Linked DNA regions of Sus scrofa: all the other regions are linked to region 3. A link is a contact called in public HiChIP or PLAC-seq data. All regions are on one chromosome and are shown on one strand. The core of a region is the stretch at or near the end of the contact, and the rest is flanking DNA. Distances in the headings are between cores, read along the strand shown. Region 1 holds the start of DBNL (drebrin-like protein). Region 2 holds the start of LOC100525140 (up-regulator of cell proliferation). Region 3 holds the start of LANCL2 (lanC-like protein 2).

What was found. HiChIP or PLAC-seq counts read pairs in DNA pulled down with a chosen protein or histone mark.
Region 1: a contact with region 3 is called in an H3K27ac HiChIP or PLAC-seq map of alveolar macrophages. The contact joins the promoter of DBNL here to the promoter of LANCL2 in region 3. A contact is called at or near these places in 1 of 47 Hi-C or Micro-C datasets (embryonic fibroblasts) and 1 of 2 datasets of contacts at active chromatin or transcription factors (alveolar macrophages).
Region 2: an H3K27ac HiChIP or PLAC-seq map of skeletal muscle shows a contact between it and region 3, with 3 times the contacts expected there. The contact joins the promoter of LOC100525140 here to the promoter of LANCL2 in region 3. A contact is called at or near these places in 3 of 47 Hi-C or Micro-C datasets (fetal liver, liver and mesenteric adipose tissue) and 1 of 2 datasets of contacts at active chromatin or transcription factors (skeletal muscle).

The regions. Positions count from the first base shown.
Region 1 is chr18:48,723,320-48,728,004 of Sscrofa11.1, forward strand. DBNL (drebrin-like protein) reads right to left here and starts at 2,373. Exons shown (of 13, transcript XM_005673326.2): 1 at 2,193-2,373. The coding sequence starts at 2,275.
Region 2 is chr18:48,778,284-48,782,965 of Sscrofa11.1, forward strand. LOC100525140 (up-regulator of cell proliferation) reads left to right here and starts at 2,238. Exons shown (of 7, transcript XM_021079349.1): 1 at 2,238-2,362. The coding sequence starts at 2,349.
Region 3 is chr18:48,548,836-48,553,828 of Sscrofa11.1, forward strand. LANCL2 (lanC-like protein 2) reads left to right here and starts at 1,917. Exons shown (of 8, transcript XM_021079342.1): 1 at 1,917-2,395. The coding sequence starts at 2,207.

The sequences.
Region 1 (4,685 bases), core at 1,123-3,622, 170 kb after region 3:
ACCAAATTCTGCTCTTCTTTCAAACCAACATGGAAAAAAAAAAAAAAATATGCTGGCTTGTGAAGGCATACGGCACAAGGAGCATGGGCTGCTGAGCTCCTTATATTTCCGTCACTTTCCAAAAATGCACACTAAGAACCTGCTTCCCGCCGGTGATGGGAAAATGCAGCCGTGGATAACCCCTAGGAGGCCCTGTCCATGGAATATACTTTCTAAAGGGAGAAAAAAGAAACACAGACATCAACACTAAGATACTGTCAGGTAGTGAAGTGGGTGCAGGAAGTGAGCAAACATGCCACAGGCCAGGGGAAGAACCGCCTGGGGAACCGGGAGAGAGACCCAGCGTGGAGAAGGGCTGCTGTGGCTGCTCCCATTCCCCCTGGCTTCACGGCCTGGCCCAAGGCCCCCGCCTGCACATGACAATGACCTTCCATGCTGGGGGCACCTCTTCTAGCTCTGATATCCTCTACCACTCTCCCTGTACCCCCTCAGTCCATCTGAGCATCGCATCTACTATACATAAACAGCCCTGCCCTGGAGACAGAAAAGGGGCCCACCCCACCATTTCTGAGGGGAAGAAAGGTGACAAGAAAATCCGTGAGGCTGTCTGGCATCTGCCTGGAGGAGTCAAACAGGGAGATGGGAAAATCTGACTGTAGCCAGGGAACCAGGAATCGAGAAAGGCCTCTTTGCAAGGTTTTCTTGTGGCAGAGCAGGTTAAGGGTTCAGCGCTGTCATTGAAGCAGGTCGCTGCTGTGGCACGGGTTCGATCCCTGGCCTGGGAACTTCTATGTGCTGTGTACGTGAGGAAACAAAACAACACGAACAGGCCTCTCTGAGAAGAAGGTAACATGAGAGCTGAGAAGTGAAGTCTGGGGAGCCCCAGGCAGAGGGCGCAGCAAGTCCAAGGGCTCTGAGCAGACATGAGTTTGCGGGTTTAAGGAGGAGAAAGGAGGCGAGAGTGGTGGTAAACTGGTGTGACCAGAGTGTGATAAATAGGAGGGGGTTGGGGAGCCAGGCCATGCAGGGCCTGTCAGCCATGGGGCTTTATTTATGATGCAAGAGGAAGCCGCTGCAGAGTTTACACAGGGAAGTGCCACGGTCTATTTCTTCAGCTCGTGAATGGGACCTGCCCACACTGATGTGGCCCCAGAGAGTCTGCTGACCCAGACAGCTGGTGTTCTGAAGTTCTTTCCCAAGGCCTGGGGGTTAAGAACAGGCAAGGCTACAACGTTCTTAGTGTCACAGAAGTACACTGTCCGAAAGCCACCCTATGCTGGGCACCAGGGGAAGCCAAGAAAGTAGCAGCACTTGACAAGTGGAGAGAGTCATGGTAGCACAGCCACGCCCAGAAGGCCCTTCCCCAGGCAATGGGAAAAAGGCTCCCCAGAGCTGGTCACCTTAGTCCATCCTACTCAGCATATTTCCTAGTGCTCAAAGGTGGCCAGCGAAAACAAGAAGCAGATGGGGAAATAACAGAATCCTCAAGCATAGAAGGACCCTACTTGCAGGACAAAGAGCTTACCCTATGTGTGGGCTGCCCAGGGCTGTCCCAGGGACTTCAGGTCCAGGCTTCCAGTTCTACAAAGTCCCTAACACTGCCAGCCTAGCAAAGGATGTCATTAGGAGGTGGAGGGAGACGGGACCTTTATGGCCAGCAGTGTCCTTTCATTCACCCCCCCATGGCTCAAGCATTGCAGTATTTTTGGGGAAAGGGAGGTTCTGAAATACACGTTCACAAATAACATAGCACCTAGTTCCCTCGACCTCCCTGTTTGACCCTCCAGAGCAAGGCGCCCATTCCTGGTCGGGCTTCCAGACCACTCTGAGGGGCCCATCCCCGAACACAGCGTTTGGAAGAAGCCAGGCGTGGCTTCCGCTTTCTCAGGGAGGGCTGTGAAGGGCCCCTTTGTCCAGGGAAGTCCCCGGGCACGAGAGAAGAACCTGGCGAGGCCATCGAGCACAGAATTCAACGAGGCCCGCGGAACCGAGACTGGTGGCTAGCAGAGGGTACGGGCTGGGGACTCACGGGGTTCCCACGCCGGGTTTAACTTGCCCACGCACGGTGGGGCAAGGGGTGACGAGGCTGGGGGCCGCAGCGCCCCGGATGCGGCGCAGGTACGGGGCGGACAAGACTCCGCGCCCCCTGGCTCCCCTGCCCCCGGCCCGCCTCCGGCCGTCTCGCAACCCACCAGTCGGTCGGGGACTTCTCGTCGACCACTCGCATGTAGGCGTCCTGCAGCGCCGGCCCATTCCGGCTCAGGTTCACAGCCATGGCCGACCCCGCGGTCCCCGCACCTCCACTGCCGCCGCTGCTTCCGGGCCCGGCCCGCCCACGGCGGCCAGAAGCCCCGCCCGACGGCCGGAAGCCCCGCCCCCAACGGCCGGAAGCGGAAGTACATGGGTGAGCGGACTGGCTGGACGTGTAGGGGGCGGGCAAAGGGCCCGCGGCCTGCAGCCGCCCCCGCAGGAGCGGAAGGAGAGAGGGCGCGGCTTTCTGCGCGTCCCCGGGCTGTCCCTCCGAGCTGGGCCAGCTTTGTGGCGAGGGACCCCACCCATCCTCTATGAGCTGTTCTCACGGTGCATTTTCGCTTCTAATTCTTGTCGCAGTTAAAGCACTTACTTGAGAATCTTGGGTTCGCGGCAGGCTCGGGATGCCCCGAGCTTGTGCGGCCCCTCAATAGAAGTCGTATCTATCAATGAAGCATGCGTGAATTGATGAATAGAAGAATAAAAATGAATGAACCAAATGCGGGTCCCACGGCCACAAAACAGACTCAAAGTGCTGTTGGGACTCTTTGATCGCACCTGCGTCTTCCTCTCTAGCTTGGTTGAGGATGGGGTAGCAGAGGAAAGATGAGAACCTGGCCCGTGCTGGTCCCGTTACCAAACCAAACTGGGGTCCACTGGCCCCAGTGCAGTAAAGTGAATCTACTGACATGAGGTTATGGTGAAGGGACGTGCAGTATTTATTGCAGGTGCCAAGCAAGGAGTCCAGGTAGTTACTGCTCAAAAGACCTGAACTCCCCAATGGTTTTCAGGGAAAGGTTTTTAAACACGGGGACGAGGGATTGGGGTGCTCCGTGTGGTGACCAGGTTCATCCCTATGGATAAGGGAAAAGTGGGGAGACCCAGATTCCACTGAGAGAAGACTGAGAGGAGGGGGTCCCTGGTGTGGGAAGCTGGGGGCACTAGGATTCCACTTCCTGCTCTAATGTGTGGGAGCTTTTATCTGCCTGACGGATCAGGGAAGGCGTCTCAGAGGTAACAGTGGAGCAGAGACTGGATTGGGGGATGTGTGTGTGTGTGGGGGGTGCAGCTATGGACGATCTGGGCAGAAGTGTTCCAGAAAGAGGGAGCAGTATGTGTCGGAGCTCTGAGGTGGAGCACAGAGAGAAAGAGCGGGAAGGAGCATGGTGGAGGCTGGATCCTATAGGACCTCGGGGCTTTGGGTTTTATTCCTAGGTGGGATGGAGTCCTTGGTGGGCTTTAAAGAGAAAGGACGTGGTCTAGGGATGTTTTAAGTGTCCCTCTGTCTACTGTGCAGACCCTCTTGGTACCAGTCTCCCTCTCACGCCTGCTTTTCCTGAGTTCCTGTTTCCTTCCGCCATCTCTCGTGTTGGTTAGCTGGTCCTTGGTTCGAGCCTATGAGATGTCTCCACAGGTCACTCCTAGGACCCTTCTCTCCTTAGCGAATTTCTCCATCATTCACACAAGCCTCTGTACGTTTCTTGCATGTGGACAGACTCAGATCTGCCTTACTTCTTGATGCTCTCCTGGTAGATTTAGATGAAAATCCCAGGGCACAAAAGCAGGACTCTGAATGGTCAGTGGCCTCCATACTCTGAGGGCAGTTGACTGTGTCCTGAAGGCATCTGGGCCCAAGAGTAGAGGGAGCACTTTGGCAAACTCCCTCTGGAACCCACCGTCTAGAAGGAATTAACAGCATTACGGAAAAGAGCTGCCTGACAGGCGCAGCAGTGTCCCCCAGTGTTTCAGTCCAAAATACCATAAACCTCGTGGCTTATGAACAACGGAAGTTAACGTCTCATAGTTCTAGAGGGTAGACATCCAAGATCAGGGCACTGGTGGGTTTTGTGTCTGCTGAGAGTTCACTTCATGTTTCACAGACATTCCTCTTCTCCCGTGTCCTCACGTGGTGGAAGGGGAAGGAAGCTCTCGGGGGTTGGGGAGGGTCTTCTTTTTTCTTCTTTTTTATGGCTCTACCTGCAGCCTATGGAAGTTCCCAGGCCAGGGGTCGAATTGGAGCTGCAGCTGGGGCCTATGCCACAGCCACAGCAATGCCAGATCCTTAAGCCCCACCCTGAGCAAGAACAGGGATCAAACCCGAATCCTCATGGACACTCTGTCAAGTTCTTAACCTGCTGAGCCACGATGGGAACTCATTTTATCTTTTTCTTTTTGGATGTACCCATGGCATGTAGAAGCCCCCAGGCCAGGGATTGAATTTGCCACTGCAGCAACCCAAGCCACTGCTGTGATAATGCTGCACTGTTAACCCACTGCACCACAAGGGAACTCTAGGGGGTCTATCTTTTATAAGCACGCCAGTGTCATTCATGAAAGCGCCGCTGTTATGACCTAATCATCTCACAAGGACCCCACCTCCTAATGTTACCTTAGGGCTTAGGATTTCAACATAGGGGAGTTCCCGTCGTGGCGCA
Region 2 (4,682 bases), core at 988-3,487, 230 kb after region 3:
TGCTGAAATACAAAGTGGAGTTTCTGCCAAAATTAAGGTAATACTGGTTTTTATATTTGTCCAGGTATTCATCAGATCTTGACATCTTCATGCTGCTGTAAGTTACTGTCTAGCATCCTATCATTTCAAACTAAAGGACTGCCTTCACTATTTCTTACAGATCAGGTAGTATACAAATAAGTTCTGCTCTGTTCCATCCAGTTCAAGGTGATGGGGTCAGGGGAGTGGGAAGCAGGATGCTACCTGCTCAAGAGCAAGACCACTGCCACACTGGCGAGGGTGTGGGGCAATAGTAAGTGAAAATGCCACAAAACCTTCCTGCCATTTTAAGGATGACCTTTTCTTGCTTGCTGTAAAATTGGGACTTTTCCAGAGCTCCTACGAAATTAGTTCAGACAGCTTCTGGTTGTTTTCTTCATGTTTCTGTGGGAAAAGGAGTGCTTGAACTTCCTAGTCTGCCATTTTGTCAAAACACTGGTTTTTAACCAATTAAATTTGCAGTGATAAATTGTGAAATTTATTGAGAGTTTTGGGAAGTTGGCACTCCCATCAGTGCTGATGATCGTGCTGGGACAGCAGTCTGTGTGTGCGCGTCTGTGTGTGTATGTGTATATGCGTGTCTGTAAATATGTGGACTAGCTTATATGTGTGTGCGTGCGAGAGATTATGTATGTATCTGACGAGATTAAAAACACTAGTATTATCTGACTCCGAGGAACCTGGCCTAAAGAAATACTCATGGATATGTATGGGGAGTTTGGGCTATAAGAATATTTATTCCTTTCCTTACAATAATGAAATACTAGTAGAAAGACATATGTTTAATAAGAGGGGTTGGTTAAAGGTGGTCCAGCACACAGTGAAATGCTACATACCTGGTAAAACTCATCCTGAGGAAGAATAATTTCATCGAACTGACATTATTATTTCCAAATAGATTTTAACACCAACTGCTTATTTAAAAAAAGGATCTAAGCGCCCTCATTCCAGTGGCAGTCATTACTGTCGTGAATCAGGCCATTTAGCAGCTGCCCACTCCCCAAACGCTTCTGTAACCCTGGTCCTCTTGGACTTACCCCGACTTTGGGTCTCACAAGTCCTGTGGCTTTACTTACAGAGTATTAATTCTGAACTCTGAACTCAAGGCAGCGACTGTAAGATCCATTTTCGGAACCAAGGAGGCTGCAGGGATTCTTGGGAGGTTGAGACCATTTACCAGGCAATGCATTAACCACTTTACAAATATTAATTCATTCAATTCTCATAGAGACGAAGAGACCTATTTTATTATCCTCGTTTTTCAACTGAGGAAGGTAGAGCCCTGGGAAGGTTCTAACTTGCCTCACGTTCCAGAGCTAGTGATTGGTAGAGTTGAGATTTCAACCCAGGTATGATTTCAACCCAGAGCCTAGGCTTTCACTCACAGCTTTTGCTTTCTCTTGTTCTTATTAGTGGACGAATAATACTTAACATAAGAGAAATGTCATCAACAATGGTTTTCATTGTCCAGAGCTTTTTATTAAGTGTTTTTACTTGCAAGAGGCCATTTACCTGTGAAAATTCATTTTGCTGAGACAGGAACGGAGGCTCCATGTACCCAGAGTAGATGCTGTGAAACCCAGTGCAGGACGTCCAGACTCAATATTATTGATAAACAATACGATGCGAATAATGATAAAAAGTGCCCACGCTCCTCAGGGCTTCACAATGTGAATTCACACACGTTTTACAAGAGCTAACTGGCTCTCAGAGGCCAGCGACGCGGGCGAGACAGCACATCACGTAAGAAACAGCAGTTATTGCTTTGCTCAACAACAACGCCTTGCACGCCAGAGCTGAAGACAAGGCTTTTCGCAGGGAAATGAAACTCACATCGCAGGGAGGTGTGGACCTCACCTGGCTGCTGCCGCTGCTTCGTGGCCCCTGGGCAGGTTCTCGGCCGCACTGGCCCCGAAGGCGCCTCCCGAGGAGTCCTGGCCCGCGGGCACCCGGGCACCTGGGCAGATGGGCGGGTCCGGGCTGCGGGTCGCGGCGGACCGCCCTCGTGCCCGTGGCAACCCCGTGCCCCCGCCGCCCCCGGGCCGCGCCGAGCTGACCCCGGGCCGCCTCCCCGAGGTCCCCCGCCCCCGCCCGGGCCGCTCCGCGCCGGGACCCGGGCGCCCTCCGCCGCCGCCGGGGCCGCTCGCACCCTTCTCGGGCCGCCTCGGCGCCCTCCCCGCGCCCCCGCCGCCGGGAGCTGCCCCGGCGGGCGGCGGGCGGCCGGCGGCCGGCGCGAGGCCCCTCCCCGGCGGAGTCGCTCAGCGCGGAGGAAGCGGAGGCGGCGGCAGCGCCGAGACCTCGCCGCGCTCATGGCGTCGCCCGGGTGAGTGCGGCGCTCGCGGCCGCGCTGGGGAGGGGGCTGCGGGGTGGGGGCTGCGGGCGGCCGGCGGCGGGCTGCGGCCCTTCCCGGCCGGCGGCCCCGGACCCCCGCCCGCCGGCGCGCCAGGCCCCGCGGCCCTCTCCTGCCGACCTTGGGCGGAGGCGGCCGGGGCGGGGGCGGGCGGAGACGGGCGGGGGGCGCGGGCGGAGTGGGGATCGCGGCGCCGGGGGCGGGATCCGGGGCGGGGGGCGCGGGGGCCGGGGCCCGGCAGCGCGGGCGCGGCCCCCCCCCGGCGCCCCCGGCCTGGAGCCGCGGCGCCCGCCACCCCGCCTTCCGCATCTCTTTTCTCCGCTTGCTCGCGTTGGAGTTGATGCTGGGTTCTCGCCGCCGTCGGGACGCAGCCCGAAAGTCCCCACCGTCGGCAGCGAGGGCCGGGCAGACCCTGCTTCGGCCTGGCCTGGGCCTCCTGCTTGGGCCGGGCCGCGGGCCGGGTTACAGGGGGTGCCCCTATTCTGACATCATCTCCATTCTCCTGTCCTGGCGTTAAAACGTGATTTCTTTTCGGAAATGCGGGTGACACACAGAGTTTGCAATTTTATACAATCCTTACTGCAAAATAAAACCTCGGCCATTCATTATGATTACTTTTTGTTTTGGTAATTTAACTAGTCTCGAAAGCTGGGCATGACAGAATTAATCCAACAGCCACGCTTCGCAGAGGAGGAAGATTCGTCTCAAGGTCATTGCTTTAGTTGGTATTGGACTTTATTTGACTGTTGTCCATCATCCAGAGTGTCTTCAAGCTTGTGGCTGGCATAGCCGTTCAAGTTCATCCTCACACCTCACAAAGGGCTTTGACTGGGGCGGGGTTGGCGTGGGGGCTGCTGGGGGTGGCGATGGTGGCCCTTAGGCCCCTTGCCCGTGAGGCCCGAGCCGTGCCCTGAATGCACTGGGCCTGCATGGAGCAAGCTGCGTTTGACTCGAGCCAAGTCATGGGCATTTTCCATCTACCTGCAGTCTTTCGAGGTTCGGGGAGGAGCAGTCAGGAGTACCCAGTACTTTGAGCTTGTAAATAGAATAAATAGCTCATCTCTCAGAAGGCCAGGCTGATTCATCGAGAGGTTGAAGGTCCCACTGCATTCCCAGCCCTCTTGTCACAACAGGGTGAGGCAGAGCAGGCTGAAGGCAGCAGGAGGGAGGCTAAGCCTGTGTGCCGCTGCCATGAGACCTTTACAAAAGTGATGGGGCATTTGGCATCCAAGCCCTCTACTTGGTAGATCTGGGTCTATTGGGGCGGTCGTGCTAAACTCTGTCCCTGTGTCAGGTGGTCTTAGTGCAGATTTGATATTTGCAGTTCTGTGTATGAGCTACCTCCCAAGTCTGCGTTTGGCATTAATTTCTGAGGCATACCCATGGCAAAGCTGCCACAAAGTGTTTAGTGGACTTTATTTTTTTTAATGATTTTTATTTTTTTCCATTATAGTTGATTTACAGTGTTCTGTCCGTTTCTACTGTACAGCACAGTGACCCTGTCGTATGTAGTATACTTTATTTCATTTCATGGAAAGAACCATGTGCTTATGTACGAATGTGGGGACGGTTCACACCTCAAGAGGTCTGTACGCTTTGCTGGTAGACCAGAGTCTAGCCAGCGAGGCCTGGTTTCCTAGGATTCTTTGATCTCTCTCAAGTCAGCAGACGTTCAGCCTCCTAGACTAGGTGCTGTGGGAACAAGTCCAACGATTCAAGGCAGGGATGGGAGGGGAGCCTTTCTTTCTGCTGGGCTGGTCATGGAGAAGCCTCCGAATCTGGCGTTCTTTTCTTTTTTTGAACATTTTTTGAAATTTATTTTTTTAATCAAGGTATAGTTGATTTACAGTGTTGTGCCAATTTCTGCTGTACAGCAAAGCGACCCAGTCGTTCATATGTATACACATTCCCTTTCTTATATTATCTTCCATCATGGTCTATCCCAAGAGACTGGGTATAGCTCCGCGTGCTATACGGCAGGACCGCACTGCTGATCCATTACCAAGTGTAGTAGTTTGCTCACTCCGAGCTTCCCGGTCCATCCCACTCCCTCCCCACTGGTGTTATTTTCTTTTCTCTTTTTTTTTTTTTTTTTTTTTTTTTGTCTTTTTGCCATTTCTTGGGCCGCTCCTGCGGCACATGGAGGTTCCCAGGCCAGGGGTCGAATTGGAGCTGTAGCCACCGGCCTACACCAGAGCCACAGCAATGCGGGATACGAGCCGCGTCTGCAACCTACATCACAGCTCACGGCAACGCCGGATCGTTAACCCACTGAGCAAGGGCAGGGACCGAA
Region 3 (4,993 bases), core at 667-3,166:
AGCTGTCATTTCAAGGCACTGGCTGAGTCTTTATACTACTGAGGAGTGGCCACCAGAGGAAGAGGGTCTTAAGGATCCCAGGTCTGCTGCTGTGGACGCCTCCTGGCGATGGGAAAGGGAAGAAAGACCCGCACTCCTCCGCGCAGGAACCTGTGGGTCAGGCGGCATTCAGGAAAATTCGCCCATTCATTAAATGGAGTTTAGCTATTTTGGTCTCGGAAAATACTGGTTGTCCTTAGGATAAGTTTGTGTACTTGCCAGTGGCTGTCCACGGCCGTCCTAGATTGTAAGACACATGAGGAAAACTGTCTTTACCTCACATCCGGTTGTGGACAAAACGTTGGCTGCCGTCAGGTAAACAGGGAATGTTGCCGCTCTCAAGCCACCTGCCGCTGCAGCTGCCTTCAAAGGTGTGCTCGAAGGGGAGTCGGGGTGGAGAAAAACAGGACACTGGCCCTGGATAGTTAAGATGCATATCAAAGGAATGATATCAACGTCCAGACGCTTGCATCTTCCCATAGAAAGGCACAGCCCTAAAATGATTAACTTGCGACGTCTGGGGGTGTTGTGTGTGTGTGTGATTAGCATTCATCTCCCAATGTTCCACATTTTGGTTTTCAGCAAAAACTCCCCCTGACCTCTGGACTGTTCCTCAGAGCTATCTGAGAGGGTGCCATCCATGGCTATCATCCTCAGTAAAGCTGCCGAATAAAGCATAATTCCCAACTTTTAGGCTGTGCGGTTTTTTTTCAGTCAACGGGGGGAGGGTGTAGAAAGAGGTCAAAGGTCACCAGGCTTACCTTAGCAAAGCCAGCAGCCGAGGTTTCTGCCCCATCTACCTGCAGTGTTCAGTCCAAATAACAGCTTTGGGGAACCTCTGCTGTGGGCTGTTTTGTTTCGCAAAGTCCCTGAGGTGGGAGAGGATGGCTCCCAAGACAGGTGAGCATCAGTGGTTAGGAGACTGAATTCCCTACGTGGTAAAGGCGTCAGAACTTGGGGGCAGTTAGGAAGTGTCCTTCAGGGAGTGGGGGAGAAAGATGGACTCTTGGACAAAGGAAGGAAGCAGGAAAGTGGAGCAGACCTCCAAGGCATCCTGCTGTATCAGCTCTTTTCCTTGAACTCCGAGGATATTTATGCTGAGTAACCAGTTTATAATGATTTTCTCCCACAGTGGGATTTCCCACGGTCATCCTACAGGTAAGGCAGTTTCACACGTGCATCTTTGTACAGTTGGGGGAGAGGATGAGACAGGCAGGAGTGGGAAGCCAGGCCACGGAGGCAGGAAGATGGAGCCTTCCCTGTGCTTGGTTTGGTTCTCCTACATCATGTCACTTCTTGATACAGTTCAGTACACTATGCACATCTTGCCTGGTTCCAGAAAAGTATCCATAACGTACTGTGCTGTGCTTACCTTTTCCCACCCACTAACCTGGAATCCCAAGAGCAGAAACTTCCTTTTGTCATCACCTAGTACCATCAGGCCCTCAGTCGATGTTCAAACAGGGGTGGGTGGGTGGGGGGACTAGAATAAGGTATTTTCCTCCCGAAGAGGAGAAATCATTGCATCTGTTTGGTTCCAAATAATTAAGGAAACAACAAGAAGAACAAAGAGAACCAATAAAGAGTGTTAACCATGTTGTGGTTATATAAATGCAGATTTATTTGCTTGTATCATTTTATTATACGGGTCATCTTCCTCAGCAATTAAACGCATACTGGAGGAATTTTCGGGTCAATGAAATATTTAGGTGATTAAATATGCTATTATCTTAGCTGCTGTTCTCAAAGCTACCCGTTTACCCAACACAGGGGCACCGAAAACCCAAAAGGAAAAAAAATGCGGTGGCTCCTCCTCCAGAGTCCCCCCTCCCCCGACGGCGGGATGACTGGGAGGGACCGCGCCCTCCCCGGAGACGCTGTCCTCGCGGCGCCGCCGGCCGGCCGGCCGGAGCCAACTCCACCGAGGGGACCCCGCAACCGCGGCGCCCGGGTGGCAGCGATCCCGCCACAGCCTCCCCGAGGGCCCGTCCGGAGCCGGGGCGGGGCGGGGCGCCCTCCGCAACCACGTGTGCCCGCCTCGCAGCGCTGCGCGCCCGCCGCCTTTCCCGGGCTCGCCCGCGGCCCGGCCGGAGCGCCTCGCCGGAGGTTTGTCCCCGCTCGCTCGCCGTAGCGCGCGGCCCCGCGGAGCGCAGGGCGCGCGGCCGACATGGGCGAGACCATATCCCGGAGGCTCTGGTTCCAGGGGGACTGGGACGCGGAAATGGAGGAGCGGGCGTTCCCCAACCCTTTCCCGGACTACGAGGCCGCGGCCGCCGTGCCGGCGGAGGAGCCGCCATGTGCTCGCCCTGCGCTCACCCCGGAGGAGCTCGGCCTCCCTTTCCACAGCGACGGGAAGGTGAGTCGGCGGCCCGACCCTGGCGGCGCCGGGCGGGGGGCGCCGGCGGTGGTAGCGTCCACCCGCCGCGCCTTGGCCGCGCGGACGTCACCCTCCCGCGCCGCGCGCTGCGCCGGGGTCGCGGCCGGGGTCCCGCCGCGGGGGTTTGGGGGATGCGGGGGGTCGTGGGGTGCGGGAGGCTCGGCTGGACGGGGGGAGGTGGGGGCCGGCGACGCGGCTCCTCTGCCTGGCGCGGAGCTGCGGCCCTTCCCGGACAGCAAGGCCCCGGGAGGCGGTGGACCTCTGGACTGTTAGCCCTTCTCCTCCTGGGGGGCGCCCCTTGGCCCTCGTGCCTTTGAAACAGTGCCGGCCGGGGCTCCGGGGTCGGTTCTTGCAGATCTGCTTGTTACTGAGAGCCCCCCGCAGAGCTGCAAATCGTCCCCGCTGACCGCCTGTTGGTATTTTTCCCGATGGTGTTGTCGCCTGTTGGTGTTATCGTCAAGCCTGAGCCCTGGGTCCCCTGCCCTTGGAATTTATGACGAGGGAACGCCAACCCCACAGCATTGCTCCTACGTAGTAGTACGACTTTGATGGGTCTGGTCTGTGCATCCAGGAGTTGGAAAGGGAATGAATATCGGAACTAACGTTAATTGGGCAGGGGAAAAGGGAACATCAAGGAGTAGGTGAATGCGTATCAGCACAACTGCTCTCGTGTTTGGTGAAAACCATACAGTGATCCGTTAGGTTACCGTTTTTCCACGATTTTCTGTCCCAACTCCTAAGGTACCTCCTTGGCTCCCCATGTGTTTTGCATTTGAGAAGGTTTAAGGTCGCCCAAATTAAGGCAGTTTTGAAAGAGCTTTTGGTCCGAATATGGACTCTTAGGCAAGTGACTTCTCTAAATCTCTCTTTTCTTGTATGTAATTAAAAACTGGAGAACAATGTCTAATTCACAGGGTTGTTAGCGAATCAGGTAAGGTATGTAAGTGATCTGGCGAACTGCCTTATGTGGTACCTCCTAGGCCCCCAATCAATGCATCCTCTTTCTTATTACCCTTGGAAATACAGCGCTGGTGGTTTAGAATTTATATGTCAATATTGATTTTTCTCTAGATTTCTTCTGTTGTCACATACGTTTTGTTGTGTTTGTGACTTAGTGTCCTAATCCTTCATAGTAAAAATAAATTTCTGGCCGGCATTTTAAAAAATCCATCATCCATACTTAATAAGGAGTCTATTGCAATAGTAAGAGGTGAGCGAAAGGAACTCCCGACCACTGCTTGAGTCTCCATGAAAACAGTAAGGGGGTGGAAACATACTGATTTTCCGCTTTAGGGAAGGAGATAAACACACTGGTTCTGAAATGGCATCTTTTTCTCCTTACCCTTTATATTTGGTAAATGTGATTTTGACGCCAACTCTATACCAGACTGGCTTATGTAAAAGTAAATTGAACCACAAATAACTAATGGGGCTTGTGATATCTCCCCACAATGAAACAATTAAAATAAGTCAAGGTGGGGACATATTTATAAAATAAGTTGTTGTATTATATGCTAACGGAAAGGAGAAGTGTTCTTTCAATATTCTTTCAGGTTCTTGAACAAGAAAGTGAGTACTTTAAAGGGGAGAGGGATTTCTGATTTCAAGAGGCATAAAGAATGCTTAGATTTAGGAAGATTGTCAGATTAAATTAAATCTTGTGTATAGATTATGATTAGCATACTATTACATTTTTAATTCTTAAAATATTAAGAACGTAATTTAAAAAGTTATTCAGCTATGCATTTGTTTTGATAGACATGAAAGTTCATGAAAATGAGAGTGTTACGGGTTCACTTGGGTCTCCCCATAAGATGAAGTCCTAACCACTGGAACTTTAGAATGTGACCTTATTTGGGAATAAGATTATGTTAGAGGTAATTAGTTGAGAGATTAAGGTCATACTGGAGTAGGGTAGGCTCTTAATTCAGTATAACTGGTGTCCTTAGAAGAGAAACAGAGATGCACAGGGAGAAAGAAGATGACCGAGCAGTGATACAGGTGGAGATTGGAGTGATGCATCTGTAAGCCAAGGAACACCAAGGATTGGCAGCCAACACGAAGCTACAAGAGGCAAGGAAGGAGTCTACCCAGAGTCTCAGAGGGAGCATGGTCCTGCCAGTACTTGATTTTGGACGGAGGGCCTGGAGAATTGTGAGACCATTAACTTCTGTTGTCTTAGGCCACTTAGTTTGTTTCAGTACCCTAGAAAACGAATACAGAGGGTACTTTGTAACTTAGTCATTGAGGAGTAATTGTGTCTGTGACGGTGTTAATAATTTTATCATGTGTGCTGCTGATGAGAAAAGATTACATAAAATCTACCAACACAATATCTTCATTACTAAGTGCTTTTCAGGTCATTTATTTGGTCTCATTTAGGTTAGCTGTTTATATATTGTGGTGTAATCAGTAAAATTCACTTAAAATTTTAAAACCAGCTTAGGCCTACTTCACTGAATTAGGTCTCTGTAAGTAGGCTTTTGTAACATTTTCATAATATTGATACTAATATTATGGAAAGCAGTCAACCAAGATAATAGCAGTTGTTTTTTTAATGATGGAAGGTATTTAAAG